2 separate regions of the Mustela erminea genome follow, and region 2 is linked to region 1. Evidence: chromatin contacts called from public Hi-C data. All regions are on one chromosome and are shown on one strand. Each heading gives the region's core, a stretch centred on a gene start, on an enhancer-like site or on the middle of the called end of the contact. The rest is flanking DNA. Distances are from core to core; before and after follow the strand shown. Region 1 holds the start of NDUFB3 (NADH dehydrogenase [ubiquinone] 1 beta subcomplex subunit 3). Region 2 overlaps CFLAR (CASP8 and FADD-like apoptosis regulator).

Region 1 (6,575 bases), core at 1,651-4,150:
ACAATAGGTATATGTGTATGCCTATTTTTTTTTAACTCCCAGGTTATTCTGATACATATGTAACTCTCCACCTTCAGGAGAATTTGTGAATTAGGTCCAACTCTATTTTTTAACACTGTATCAACAGCAGACAAAGGACCAGAGCTACAAAGAGCTAAGAGCTTAGAAGGCTCTGCAGGTTAAGGGCTATATTCTCACCAGTTGTAAGCCACCTTCAGAGCTTTCTGTGTCAGCTCCCTCCAGAATTCATGATGTTATATTTTAGACAATGACAAATACTCAGTTCATCATCCCGAGAAAGGCACATAGTCTACTAGCCAGATAAAAATATAAAAAAGCTATTTTGGACATCAAAAAAACTAAGAAACCACAGGGAATGAAAGACAGAAATTCCTCTGTTCTTGAATTAAAAGAACAACAGCAAAGTACTTTTTTTGGTCCAGATTATAACTTGTTTAGAGACTTTCTGTCCATGTTTTATCATTTTAGCTTTTTATTATGTAACAGCATTGGTTTTTCTATTATAAAGCTCAGTCAAGCTGAAAATCTTAATCATTACAGAGTTTAATAAACTACTGTTAAACACCAAAGCTGAGAATTAAAAACAATCAATCTTAAGTCCCTACTGCATGTCAAGATGGCTTAAGAGGTGGATTTAAGAAGCTCTGAATAACGTCTATTTTAAAGCAAAAATGATACTTCTTTACAGCCAGTGTTTCAAATTCCTTATAAACAACTCCAATACTTAAGTATGTCAGAAAACTGGGCTTCTAATGATGCATAAATAATAAGCCAATTATTATTATATTCTAATTATGACTAGTGTTTCTTAAATCACTGGGTAATTTCCCACTCAATGTGCAACTTCGTTGCATTCTACAATGACACCTACTGGCCATTCAAAATCAGCCATTAGTTCTCTAAGACAGCCCTAGTAGGCTGGTTACATAAGAAGAAGAAACACATACACACAGGAACACACACACACACACCACCCTGCACAAAAGCAGAGATTTGTTCACAGGTACTCACACTACAGAATTCTACCTAAAACAGAAAGTATTCTTTGTGACTAGATAGTATCACTCTTGCAAAAAAGATAGGAAGACAAAGAGTGAAACACCAAGTATCAAAATTTTTAACTTAAGTCTTGATAAATACCTCCTTACTAACATTTCAGAACAAACTCCACCTCTTTTTGCCAAATGATACTTACAACAAAATGAATCTTTTAATTTAGGTTCTGGAATATACTAATGTAAATTATCATTAATACAAAAAGGAAAGTTACACACTTGCTCTACTACATTAGTCCTCATCTTCTCAGGTAAAGGCTACATTTCAGTCAGCTTACAGGTTATCAATTTATAATGCTTCTTTTAAAGTTTTCCAGTGTGTTATAAAATCTAATTTTAAATGTAGTTCATCCTTCCGTACAAATAATGAAATTCCTGTTTTACTCTACATTCCATTGTGCAAACAATTATAAAAACTCAGACAAAAGATAATAATTTACAGTTCATTGTGTCTGTAAATACGTTTTACCTCAGCTGGAGAGGTTCAAAGAGCATACTTCCTAAACCTAAGAAATAATTCATAACTAGTTTATCAGACCTAGTAAGCAAATTACTTAAAAGATGACTTCTTCTCCCCACCCTATCCCCCTTCAAACCACCACATTATTTTCAGTCCCTAACATCCACAATATGGGGGGGGTGGGAATCTAACAACTAATTTTCTAGTCATTTTCCAACTTGCACTTACCTCTTACAATAGATTTTTGAGGCTCTCCACTTTCCTGAAGATTAAAAAATATATATATTTATAATCAGCCGTCACCGTCAAAACAAATTCATGAACTACAAAACATGAACCTGGCTCCTAGTCTCAAACTAACATTTCTCTCAGCCCAAGTCCGTATTTGGGATAAGCTTCCTGACTATCCTTCATGCTTCTTCACCGATAGGAGCCTGCCGACGTAGTAAGCGCTCAAACCAAGGAAAAAACTATTCTAACACATCACTAGGTTGCAAGACCTCCTCTTCCAAGGGCGACAACCTAGTTGTTTGGGTAAATAACAGCCAAGGGTTACATAATGTATAGCTATAAAGAGTTCGAAGGATCTGACCGCCAGTAAATTACGTTTCTTCTCCACACACCCTTCCCACCCTGAGAAATGGCCATAAGAAGCAATTCCAGGATTTCTCTCCGGTGCCTGCAATGCCGCGTCCTTTTCTTAGAGCTTCGTGCAAGGAACTCCTCCATCCCTCACGATGTCGTCTGGCTCCCGCCTCTCTCCTCTCTCTGCCATTGCCACCGCAGCCCCTCACGCCCTAGGCCCCCACGTCGCCCCGCAAGGTTCAGCCTCCACCAGCCTCAGCGGCTTTCTCCTCACGACCCTCCCAAGCTGCTACCTGGTCTACGCGAGGTTCCGGAACCACCAACTCTCCAGCTACCGCCTTCCAAGACCACCCTCGTCACATCCTCTCTACGGTTCCCGCAGCCCGAGGAGAAAATCCCTCCTGATCTAGCACTCCGCGTCCCCCAAAGACAGCGCCGCCGCCTACCTGTCACCCCGCTGCCTCCGGCTTCTCACCGCCACCGCCTCCCGCAGCAGCCTGCCAACTGCAGCGCAACAACCAGCCTTCCCATTGGCCGCTTCCACGCTCTAACAACTGCCTCCCTTACTGGCTGGAGCATCTTCGCGGCCCTCCCCTCTGTGCAGTGTCTAAGGATTCCGGTCTCCCAGCAAGGAAAACATCGCCTCTTCCCTCCCATTCTCTCCTCTACAATTATTCTTACCTCAGTCGGACCCCCTATGCACAGATGCGCGGAAAAAATGTCGACTTCCAGCACCCTTCATGTCCTCCGCCCTCGGTCCAGGAATCCGTGACCTAGTGCGGAACGTTAAATGGCCGCTCCGCTTTCCTGCCGTAAGGCACTGCAGGGGACAACTTCCGTTTCCGCTTGGCGCCGGCTGGAAGATTGACTCTTGAGTGTCGTGAGAGGTCAGATTTGCTGTCAGGTAAATGAGAGTTGGTGGGAGGCTTCTTGGTCAGGAATAAGAGTGAGACTGTTCTGGGGATTGTCGAAAAGGGTAAGGCTAAATGGAGAATGGCCTTGAGCGTAGGTACCTCGAGGGAAGGGGATCGAAGTAGCAATAGTGAGGGGTACTTTGTAGAAGGATGCGGTGAGAGTTACTGTGGTTCGGTCCACACGCTTTTCCCCTCCTTTCCCACCTGCAAACCCCCGCCCTGTGTTTTCTGGTTTACCTCCGAATTGAATAAAGGCAGAACAGCTCCAAATCGAAAAGTCCTAAAATGAGAATAATTGCAATGCCTGCCTCACAACACTCATGTATGGTTTCAAGTAAGGCTTTTCTGGTGTGAATGTTTATGGTAACGTTAAAGTGAGAAAAGCAGGGTACAAAATCCCATCCATTTTTAGAGTGATTACTGTTTTTAAATTGCACATAAGTAGGCGCAGAGACTGGAGGAGACGCTAAAAGTTCACTTGTCTTTTATTTTTTTTAATGCCCTTAGTCACAGTTTTAAAGATGAGGGCTCGTTGGGTTATCTACTTGAAGGTCGTTGGTAAACCATAAAATTACATGTACTGTGAGTGGCATTATCCTCTTATTTTCTAGTTAGGGAAGGTATGCCAGCCCCCCTAGTGGAGGTGGAGTCGATCTCCACGAAAGTAGAGATTCACTCCAAACACAGGTAGCTAACTTTTTAAAAGTTTCATGATTATAGGTGTTTTCTTTGTTGAACTAATAAACTTACTGTTTTTTGTCTGAACCGTTCTGAAACTAAAATAATTATCCGATGTTGAATCCTTGGCATGATCTGTCGTTTATCTGATTTTAGTTTTTATTGTGAAATATCCATAGCAGAAGGGTGTATAAAATATAAATATGTTTAAAGAGTTACAATTAAGAAAGACAACTATCATATGATCTCCCTGATATGAGGAAGTGGTGATGCAACATGGGGGCTTAAGTGGGTAGGAGAAGAATCAATGAAACAAGATGGGATTGGGAGGGAGACAAACCATAAGTGACTCTTAATCTTACAAAACAAACTGAGGGTTGCTGGGGGGAGGGGGGGTGGGAGAAGGGGGGTGGGGTTATGGACATTGGGGAGGGTATGTGCTTTGGTGAGTGCTGTGAAGTGTGTAAACCTGGCGATTCACAGACCTGTACCCCTGGGGATAAAAATACATGTTTATAAAAAAATAAAAAATTTAAAACATCAAAAAAAAAAAAGTCTGGTATCCAAATATTTTAAACAACATATCCCATTTTTCAAACAAAACTTTATGTATAATCCCAATAAATTTACAAAATACAAAAAAAAAAAAAGAGTTACAATTAAGCAAACCCCTCACGTTAGAAAATAAAACATTGCCAGTAATAGAACTTGCATTCTCAGCAGACGTGATTATCCTTCAAAGAGATGAAAATTGGCTCTTGGAGGAAAGGTGAAAAAACTCTTAAAGACTGCTATGGTTTGTGGCCCTCCAAAGAGCCATGGTACCTTAGCAGATAAGTATGGTATATCCGTGGTATTAAAATTTCACTGGGGCAGCGGGGTGAGAATGTGATAAGGCAAAAAATATCTGAAAAAGCTCCTTTGGGGTGCAAGAATTAAAAGTAGACTGAAAAGTACTACCTTAGATGCTCCCTGTATGAGCTTCTGTGATTCTGTCTCTTCCACCAAGAGTAACCACCATTCTAACTTGTGATAAACATTCAGTTTTTTTGCTTTAATTTTTCCATCTATGGTGCATTTCTTAAAAAAAAAAATGAATTGTCTGGTTTTTCAGTTTATATAAATAGAATGGAAGTGTATGTATTTTTGAAACTCAAACCTTGTTCATTATTTGTGAGATTTGTTCATACTTTTGCTTGTGGTTCTTCATTGTGTACTCCATAGCGTGACTTCCATAAATGATGCATTATTATTGTTGGATATTTGAATTGTTTACAGTTTGGGGTAGCCACATAAACCTAAGAAGATTCTTATAAAATAGATCTATTGTTAAAATATATGTGTGTGTGTGTATATAGTTACACACACAAGTTTGTTTTTTTTTAAAGATTTTATTTATTTATTTGACAGAGATCACAAGTAGGCAGAGAGGCAGGCAGAGAGAGAGCAGAGGAAGCAGGCTCCCTGCTGAGCAGAGAGCCCGATGCGGGGCTCAATCCCAGGACCCTGGGATCATGACCTGAGCTGAAAGCAGAGGCTTTAACCCACTGAGCCACCCAGGCGCCCCCACACATAAGTTTTTAATAACAGTGCTGTCCAGTGGAAATATAATGCAAGACTCATATGTAATTTACAGTTTTCTAGTAGCTATATTACAAAGATAAAAAGAAACAAAGTTAATTTAATTATATATTTTGTCTAAGCCAGCATATTCAAAGTATTATTTCAAGATGTAATCAGTATTGAAAGTTATTAATGAAATGTTTTACATTTTCTTTATACTTTCTCAAAATTGATGTATTTTACACTTAAATATGTTTGTATGGTAAGTTTTCATAAATATAAACACTTGATCTATGTTTATATTTTGCAAAGTTTACAACTAAAAAAATAAATCCATATACCTAAATTGTTCCAAACACACTAAAATTTTCCAGTAACTGATTTGAGAATCCAACTTAAAATTTAAATTAATTAAAAGTTGTAATTCCCGGGGCGCCTGGGTGGCTCAGTGGGTTAAGCCGCTGCCTTCGGCTCAGGTCGTGATCTCAGGGTCCTGGGATCGAGTCCCACATCGGGCTTCTGCTCAGCAGGGGGCCTGCTTCCCTTCCTCTCTCTCTGTGATCTCTTCCCTTCCTCTCTCCTACTGTGATCTCTCTCTGTCAAATAAATAAATAAAATCTTTAAAAAAAAAAAAAGTTGTAATTCCCAGTTGCACTGGTCACACTTAGAGTGCTAGTGAAAACCATATTGAATAGTGCAGCTCTAGACCATAAGGTATTCAGATGTTGGACGTTTCTAGTTCAGACCAGTTTTTCACAGTGGTTGTACTAACTAAGTCGCATTCTCATCACCTGGGTGTAAAAACACAGTGTGATGTGTTTCCTACAAATCTCACAATCTTGCAAGGTAGGTTTTATCCTCATGTTATATGAGAAAACAAGTTCAGAGAGATTAAATTATTTGCCCAGAAGTTTATAGCTATCAGTGGTGCATCCAGGATTCAATCTGTATAGCACCAAAGTCTGCGCTGAAGTAGAATTCCAAACTTCCTTCAAGTGATCAGGATATCATTGTTTGATTTATGGCTATTTTGAAATAGAAATAATTTTTAAAAGAAAATGAAAAGTTCCCTAGAAATTGTGTTGTTCCGCTCTTTGAAAAGTCATTAAAATATTCTACTTAGTAAATGCCTTTAAAGGGACGCTTTCTGAAATATTTTAATGAGGTAGAAGAGAGAAAATGCATTGAATTTATTAAAGGAAATGAAGAGAAATTAATATATATACTTTCTTTTTTTTTTCAAAAATTTCTCCCAGATTACTTAATGTTTTGAACATAGTAATATTATAATTTAAAAAT
Region 2 (6,575 bases), core at 1,384-3,883, 73 kb after region 1:
AGATCACAGAGCTGCCCAGTGATGCTGTTAGGGTTTGAGGCAGACATTCATGACTTCAAAGCTAGTGGTTTCTCCACCTCTCTGAGCGAATGAAGTCATTTTTCGTCTTACATTATCGGCTTTAGGCTTACCTACATTTGCTTGGCTCACTGCGCTCTATCTTGCCGTTGCCATTTTAGTTTATGACTTCTCAATATCACTGGACTAAGAAAACACGGCCATCTGTTGCATGAGTGACAAATACAAGCACAATTTTCCCACTCGGTAGTCCCTAAGGCTGTCCCCTGTAGGCGTTGCCCACGGTTTCAGCACAGGGAAGAAAGCTATTGGTATTGTCGGGTTGAGGTTATTGGAGTCTCCCTGTCCCTTTAAAACTTCATCAGTCACCTGGCCCTCTTCTGGAGAAAGGCAAGAGAGAACCTTTCGTCTCCCCTTGCTATTCAAGCAGTTCTTCTACCTACCCCCTGTGTTTTCTTATCTGTTAGATTCTTTGGTGTGAGTTTGGAACCTTGGGGCTGAGTAGAGCTGAGCAAAGAAGAGACAGTCAGGGGAAGAAAATAAGAGAACAGCAGGGAAATCGAGGAACCCAGACAGTATGGGGGTGGGCTCAGTTCTCCTTCAGCCTTCTAAGTGATTTCTCTCTCATCTCCCAGGAGAATCCATGAAGGCGTCCATCCAGGAGTCAGAAGCATTTCTACCGCGGGTACAGAATCAATGATCTGATTTGGTATTGTATTGTACGCACAGTATCTGTGCAGAACTCTGGTTTCTTTAAGATCTCTGTCCATTAATAATTTGGGGGGACAAGAGGAGGACGCTGCGAGTGCCCTTCTCCTGGGGACTCTGCTGGGAAGTCTTCCTCCTAAGGGAGAAGCCTGGATAGAGCAAAGAGAAAAATGTTGATGTGGATTGCGTTCGTGAACTTTGGAATGTGGGGAAATCCCAGAGTGGCAGTTCTCCTCTTAGCTGAGGGATTGCTGAATTTATTAGTAACCAGGGACACTGAAACTCGACCTGGTCTGGCTTCTTTTTTAAAGGCTGAACGCCTTCTCCATAAGGAGCCCGTAGAAGGCCTCCTTTTGTACTGGTTTGGAAAGATACCACTTGTATAACCTCAAGTTACTGTGGAAACGTATGACCCATCCTTTCTCTCAGCTTTAAATTGTCTTCATCCTGCCGAGCTCAGTCATGTGCAAAGAGACTGTGATTTTCATTAAAATTAAAAACTGAGACAGCTTGTCTTCGGCACATTACCTAAATAGAGAAAAAAATGTGAAATTAATGGGAAACGTCAGCTGTGGTGACTTCAGGCTGTGTCTGTTGAATGACTCACCTGGCAACAGGACGTTTGAGGAAATCCAAAAGAAAAGATGGTATGCGTGTGGGACCTTGTGGAAACAGAGGAGTGTCCAGAGTTTTTAACCATTCCTGCTTTCCTTTCCAGCACATTCCAGAGGAGAGATACAGGATGCAGAGCAAACCCCTGGGAATCTGCCTGATAATTGATTGCATTGGCAACGACGCAGGTAGGTATGGAAGCTGCGGGTTACCCGAAGGCCCACAGAGAGGTCACGGCCCAGACAAGCTGTTCGCAGCAAACCGCGGCGGAAGTCTGTGGCTTTCATGGCGAGGGGTGCTTTCTCAGTCATGTCACAGCCTGGATCGGGCTGGAGTGAGCTTCATTCCACGGGATCCTTCAATGACATCATCATCTGAAGCCTTGGGGTTTTGTACAGGACTCTCTGGGTCTGGGTGGTGAATGAAGGAAGCGCGTGGAGTCTCCCCCAGAGAGTTTAGGGACCGGTCCTGAAGGTGTGGTGCCTCATTCCCACTCACAATCCATTGCTCGAACTTCCTCGTGGGCCCTCACCTGACTACAGGAGACAAGGAACTCAGCCTGGATGTGTGCCAGGAAGGAAAGGAAGGGATTTGGGGAGCTCATGGCATTGTCTCTGGCACAAAGGTGTGATTGGCTGAAAGCTGGGGCGCGTCCGTCTTGCTTTTTCATGCTGGATGCTGCGGCGGGGAGGAGTCCCGGCATCCAGAGTGGGGGTTTAAAACGGAAGGCTTTCTGGTCCCAGTGTTAGCAGATGTCCCAGCACGTCATGCAACTAGATTATGAGAGCTTTTCTGGAGAAAAATAAAAAATATTAGACGTGGGTGTTCACTTAGAGGCAGTGTGTTCCTTACTTAGTTCTTTCTCCCTGGCCTTGGTTGGCTGGCCTTGGTCTGTGCTACTTGTGCGTTACTCTTGATGGGATCTGAGCTGGTTCTCTTGCTCAGCTGTTGATGTCCTATTCAAACTGAAGCAGGCCCAGGGGAACGTCAGAGAGAATAAGAATCTCATTGTGAAAGAACACGTTTAATTATTTATCTCTCCCTCAGAAGGGTTGATTAGCACATTTCCACAGGTTTCCTGCTTTTCAGAATTCTTGGAATGAGTCAGAGCTGTCTTTTAGGCTCCCTGAAAATGTTACCATGGTGAGTTCTATGGGAAGAGAATCTAAGAGAAGGTCAAATTAGCAAATATTAGGTTGAATTTCCCAGGATTTCAGATATGATCTCACTTTCCTCATGTCCTATTTTTGGTTAGATGTGAGACATGCTGTCTCCTCAGCTATAGATAAGTGTCCTTTCTCTCTTAACCATTAGTACCAGTATAAGAATGAGAAAATATTTCTTCAGTGAGTAACTTCCTGCTTTAAAAGAGAGTATTTGTTTTCACTTTCTATTATAATCAGTTTTGTTTCATTCATTAGCAGAAAGTTCCCAACTGTAGGGTGTATATCTGTTGTATGAAGAGATCATAACGCCATGACCTGCTGTGAATTTGTGACTAAACCTCAGTGTCTGTGTCTACTTCCCTTGCTGAGTTATAGGTCTCTTGTGCACCAGGAATGAATGTGTATTTATGTTTTCCACTATTACTAGGAGCGTAGTCACAGGTGGGTCCTGGAATATGACTGGGTGGCTTTGACTCATGGCTCAGTCATGTCCTAGCTTGTGACCTTGGACAGTTTTCCTAGCCTCTGTAAACCTCAGTTTCTCTTCTTCTTCTTCTTTAAAATATTAATTTGAGGGGCGCCTGGGTGGCTCAGTGGGTTAAAGCCTCTGCCTTCAGCTTGGGTCATGATCCCACGGTCCTGGGATCGAGCCCCGCATTGGGCTCTCTGCTCCTCCGGGAGCCTGCTTCCTCCTGTCTCTACCTGCCTCTCTGCCTACTTGTGATCTTTGTCTGTCAAATAAATAAAAAATTTATTTTATAAATTTTATATAAAAAATTTTATAAAAAGAATTTTATAAAAAATTTTATAAAAATTAATTTAAAAATTTATAAAATTTATAAAAAATGATAAAAAAGGTTAATTTGAGAGAGAGAGAGAGAGAGAGAGCTTGAGCACAAGTTGGGAGTGGGGCAGAGGGAGTGAATCTTTAAGTAGACTCCCTATGAGTGTGGAGGCTGACCTGTGGGATTAATCCCATGACCCATGAGATCATGACCCTTGAGATCATGACCCATGAGATCATGACTTGAGTGGAAACCAAGAGTGGGACACTTAACCGACTGCACCACCCAGGCGCCACTCAGTTTCTCTTTTATAAAATAGTTCACTAACAGGAGATACCTCATGGGGAGTTTGGGAGAAGTGAATGAATTCATACTTGTAAAGGTCTTAGAGCCCATACATGACCATTTCTACAGCAAGATGAGTGGATAGTTACACTGAGTGGAATAAAGGCTATCAACAGCTTCTCACCAGTTCAGGAAAAGTTTTGCCACAAAATGAATCCCAGAAAAGAACTTAAGGTTTTCAGAGCTTTTGGGTTTTCTGAATTGTGGATAAGGAGTTGTGGTTACGTGGAAGAGAGCTCTGGGGCTGCCTGAGGTGTGCTACAAGCCTCTTTGACATGCAGTAGACAGGCTCATTATGGATACTGTTTTCTCCTAAGAAAAGCTAGTCCAGAAGAAATGACTAGTAACCATTTGTACTTAAAAAGAAGATATCTAAAAGGTAGTTTATAATTTTGAGTGATTGTGGGTTGTGCATTAAAGCCCCTTTATTGGTCTCTGGAAACAAACGAAAGACTTATACAAAGTCAGTCAGACTTCCACAAAGCTGACTCTGTCACCACTTCCTAGCTCACTCACTCTTCTGTCCTTGTTATAATCATCCCCCTACTTGGCGGGGGGGAGGTGTCCCCTTTCTTCTGTTTTGTCGGGCCCCCACCTAAATTAATATCTTTACCGCAGTCTCATCTCCAGGTGTCTCAGACTGCACTGATGATCCCTCCTCTGACCGCTTTTTTTTTTTTTTTACCTAAAACCCCACTGTACTGTGTGACATACCAGTCATTGTTTTGTGCCCATTTATAAGCTCCCCAACCAGATGATAGGCTCCTTGATAGGCTCATCTTTATTCCCCAACATGAAATACAGTGTTTCTGCAACATAGGAAGAGGAACTTTTTAAAACATGAGTTTTGGGGTCAAGCTAATTTGAGAAGTGATGAATAGTTTGTTCCTCCTTTGAGATTTGCATATTGGTCTGAAAGACTGAGCAGTCCTCCTGTAAAGAAACTTAACTCCCCTTCTCACTAAGAATATCCTGCCCGACTTGGCTCTCATTTGTATGCCCTTTTTATTTTTAAGATTTTATTTTCTTTATTTGACGGGAAGAGAGCGAGAGGGAGAGAGCACAGGCAGGGGGAGTGGCAGGCAGAGGGAGAGGGAGAGGGAGAAGCAGGCTTCCTGCTGAGCGGGGAGCCCTACTCTGGGTCCAGGACCCTGAGATCATGACCTGACCAACTGAGCCACCCAGGTGCCCACATTTGTATGCTTTATTATAATTAGAACTGGGCTCGTACAAGGTGCTCATTAAGTAGTGGTAAATAGAATGATGAGGCACTCCACCTTTCTTATTTTATACATTGGTTTAATGGACTTTTTATAGATTGTGTCAAGATTAATGCAAACTCATTTAATTATTTTATTTTAAGATTTTTTTCTTAAGATTTTATTCATTCATTTATTTGACAGAGAGAGAGAGACAGCATGAGCAGGAAGAGCAACAGTCAGAGGGAGAGGGAGAAATAGCCAGCCGCCGAGTGAGGAGCCTGATGGGGGGCTCGATCCCAGAACCCTTAGATCATGACCTGGGGCAAAGGCAGACACTCAGCCAACTGAGCCACTTAGGCACCCCGTAAGATTTTATTTTATTTTATTATTTTTTTAAAGATTTGATTTATATATTTGACAGAGAGAAAGAGCACCAGTAGCAGAGAGGCAGGCAGAGAGAGGAAGGAAGCAGGCTCCCTGCTGAGCAGAGAGCCCGATGTGGGGCTCGATCCCAGGACCCTGGGATCATGACTGGAGCCGAAGGCAGACGCTTAACCGACTGAGCCACCCAGGCGCCCCGTAAGATTTTATTTTTAAGTAAACTCTACACCCCAGGTGGGCTTTGAACTCACAATCACATGCTCTGTTGACTGAGCCAACCAGCACCCCAGTGTGAACTCATTTTAAATGAAAACAAATTCTCAACGAATGGTGTCATTTTGCCGTATTTAGTTTTTTTGGATTTCATCTCAATAGCCCCCAAACCTTCTGGTTGGTGCTGACCCTAGCCCTTGTCCTAACTGCAAGGCCACACAAAAACTCATCATTTGGGGAAGTTGAGGTTTACGGAGATAGGGTTGGGTCAGGACTGGGGTTTCCAGGGAGGGTATAAGGAGAAGTGTGACTTCTGCAGTCGCTGAAGTTTTATTTTCCAAACTCAGCATCCAAGTTTTTCTTCCCCATTTGAGGGAAGACAAGGCAGCTTCTGTGATAAATGGGACACAGACTCCAACTGCTCCCCACGCGTTTCAGCGTAGGCTAGAGAGACTTCCCTGTGGACGTCCTGTCTGAGGAGCAGCTTCCATGAGAGAGATGCGCTGCAGGCTCCATGAGGGGCTGTCTTCATTTTCTTTTTAAAATTAATATCTTACATTTGAGTAAGGACCCATAGTTGGCAAAGTGTCTTTACAGACATCTTACCGATCGTCACAGGAACCTTTTGAAGAACCTTTTGAAGAACATGGTATAGGCATTAGTAGTACTCACAGTAATTACAGATGAATAAATTAAGACAGTTAGTTTGTTCAAACTCCTACTGTCATTACTCTGTTGATCTTATAAACCAGACGGGGCTCTACCCATGTTCTTGCTGGCCCAAGCAAGAAAGTTGCAAATGCTAGCTAGCATCAACCCTCCCTCTAAGATAGAGGAAAGATGTGACATTACGGGACATCTCGATGATGAGGACTTCAGGCTGTGTCTTCTGAGGTGACTGGGCTACCAGAGGGATATTTAATGGCGGCTCCATCTTGGTCTGAGGTCCCTCCAAATTGCCGTCTTTATTGGCTTTGGGGGACTGTCCCATTTTTGCCTTCACCTCCTCTTTATTCTTCTTTCTCCTGTTCTATAAGGTAAGCATTTTCTGCCCAGACGTCAGATTCCTGTCCCCTTCCTAGTCCCTCTGTTGGCGTAAGTTAGTTTTTCTAGGATCAGGCAAGGTTCAGACCCAGCAGATAGGG

The links. Hi-C and Micro-C count contacts between places; a contact is called where the count stands out from the background.
Region 2: a Hi-C map of spleen shows a contact between it and region 1, with 2.9 times the contacts expected there. The contact joins the enhancer-like site here to the promoter of NDUFB3 in region 1. A contact is called at or near these places in 2 of 3 Hi-C or Micro-C datasets (fibroblasts and spleen).

The regions. Positions count from the first base shown.
Region 1 is chr8:12,718,602-12,725,176 of mMusErm1.Pri, forward strand. NDUFB3 (NADH dehydrogenase [ubiquinone] 1 beta subcomplex subunit 3) reads left to right here and starts at 2,901. Exons shown (of 3, transcript XM_032354401.1): 1 at 2,901-3,025. It overlaps FAM126B (protein FAM126B), which reads right to left and starts at 2,884. Exons shown (of 15, transcript XM_032354394.1): 1 at 2,803-2,884; 2 at 1,765-1,798.
Region 2 is chr8:12,791,973-12,798,547 of mMusErm1.Pri, forward strand. It overlaps CFLAR (CASP8 and FADD-like apoptosis regulator), which reads left to right. Exons shown (of 10, transcript XM_032354407.1): 7 at 654-703; 8 at 1,445-1,526. Among named protein-coding and RNA genes, the nearest start is that of CASP10, 23 kb to the right of the region's middle. Within about 2 kb of position 2,634, the one cell type or tissue checked has open chromatin away from gene starts, as enhancers often do. A contact at or near this core is called in fibroblasts, where this site is marked.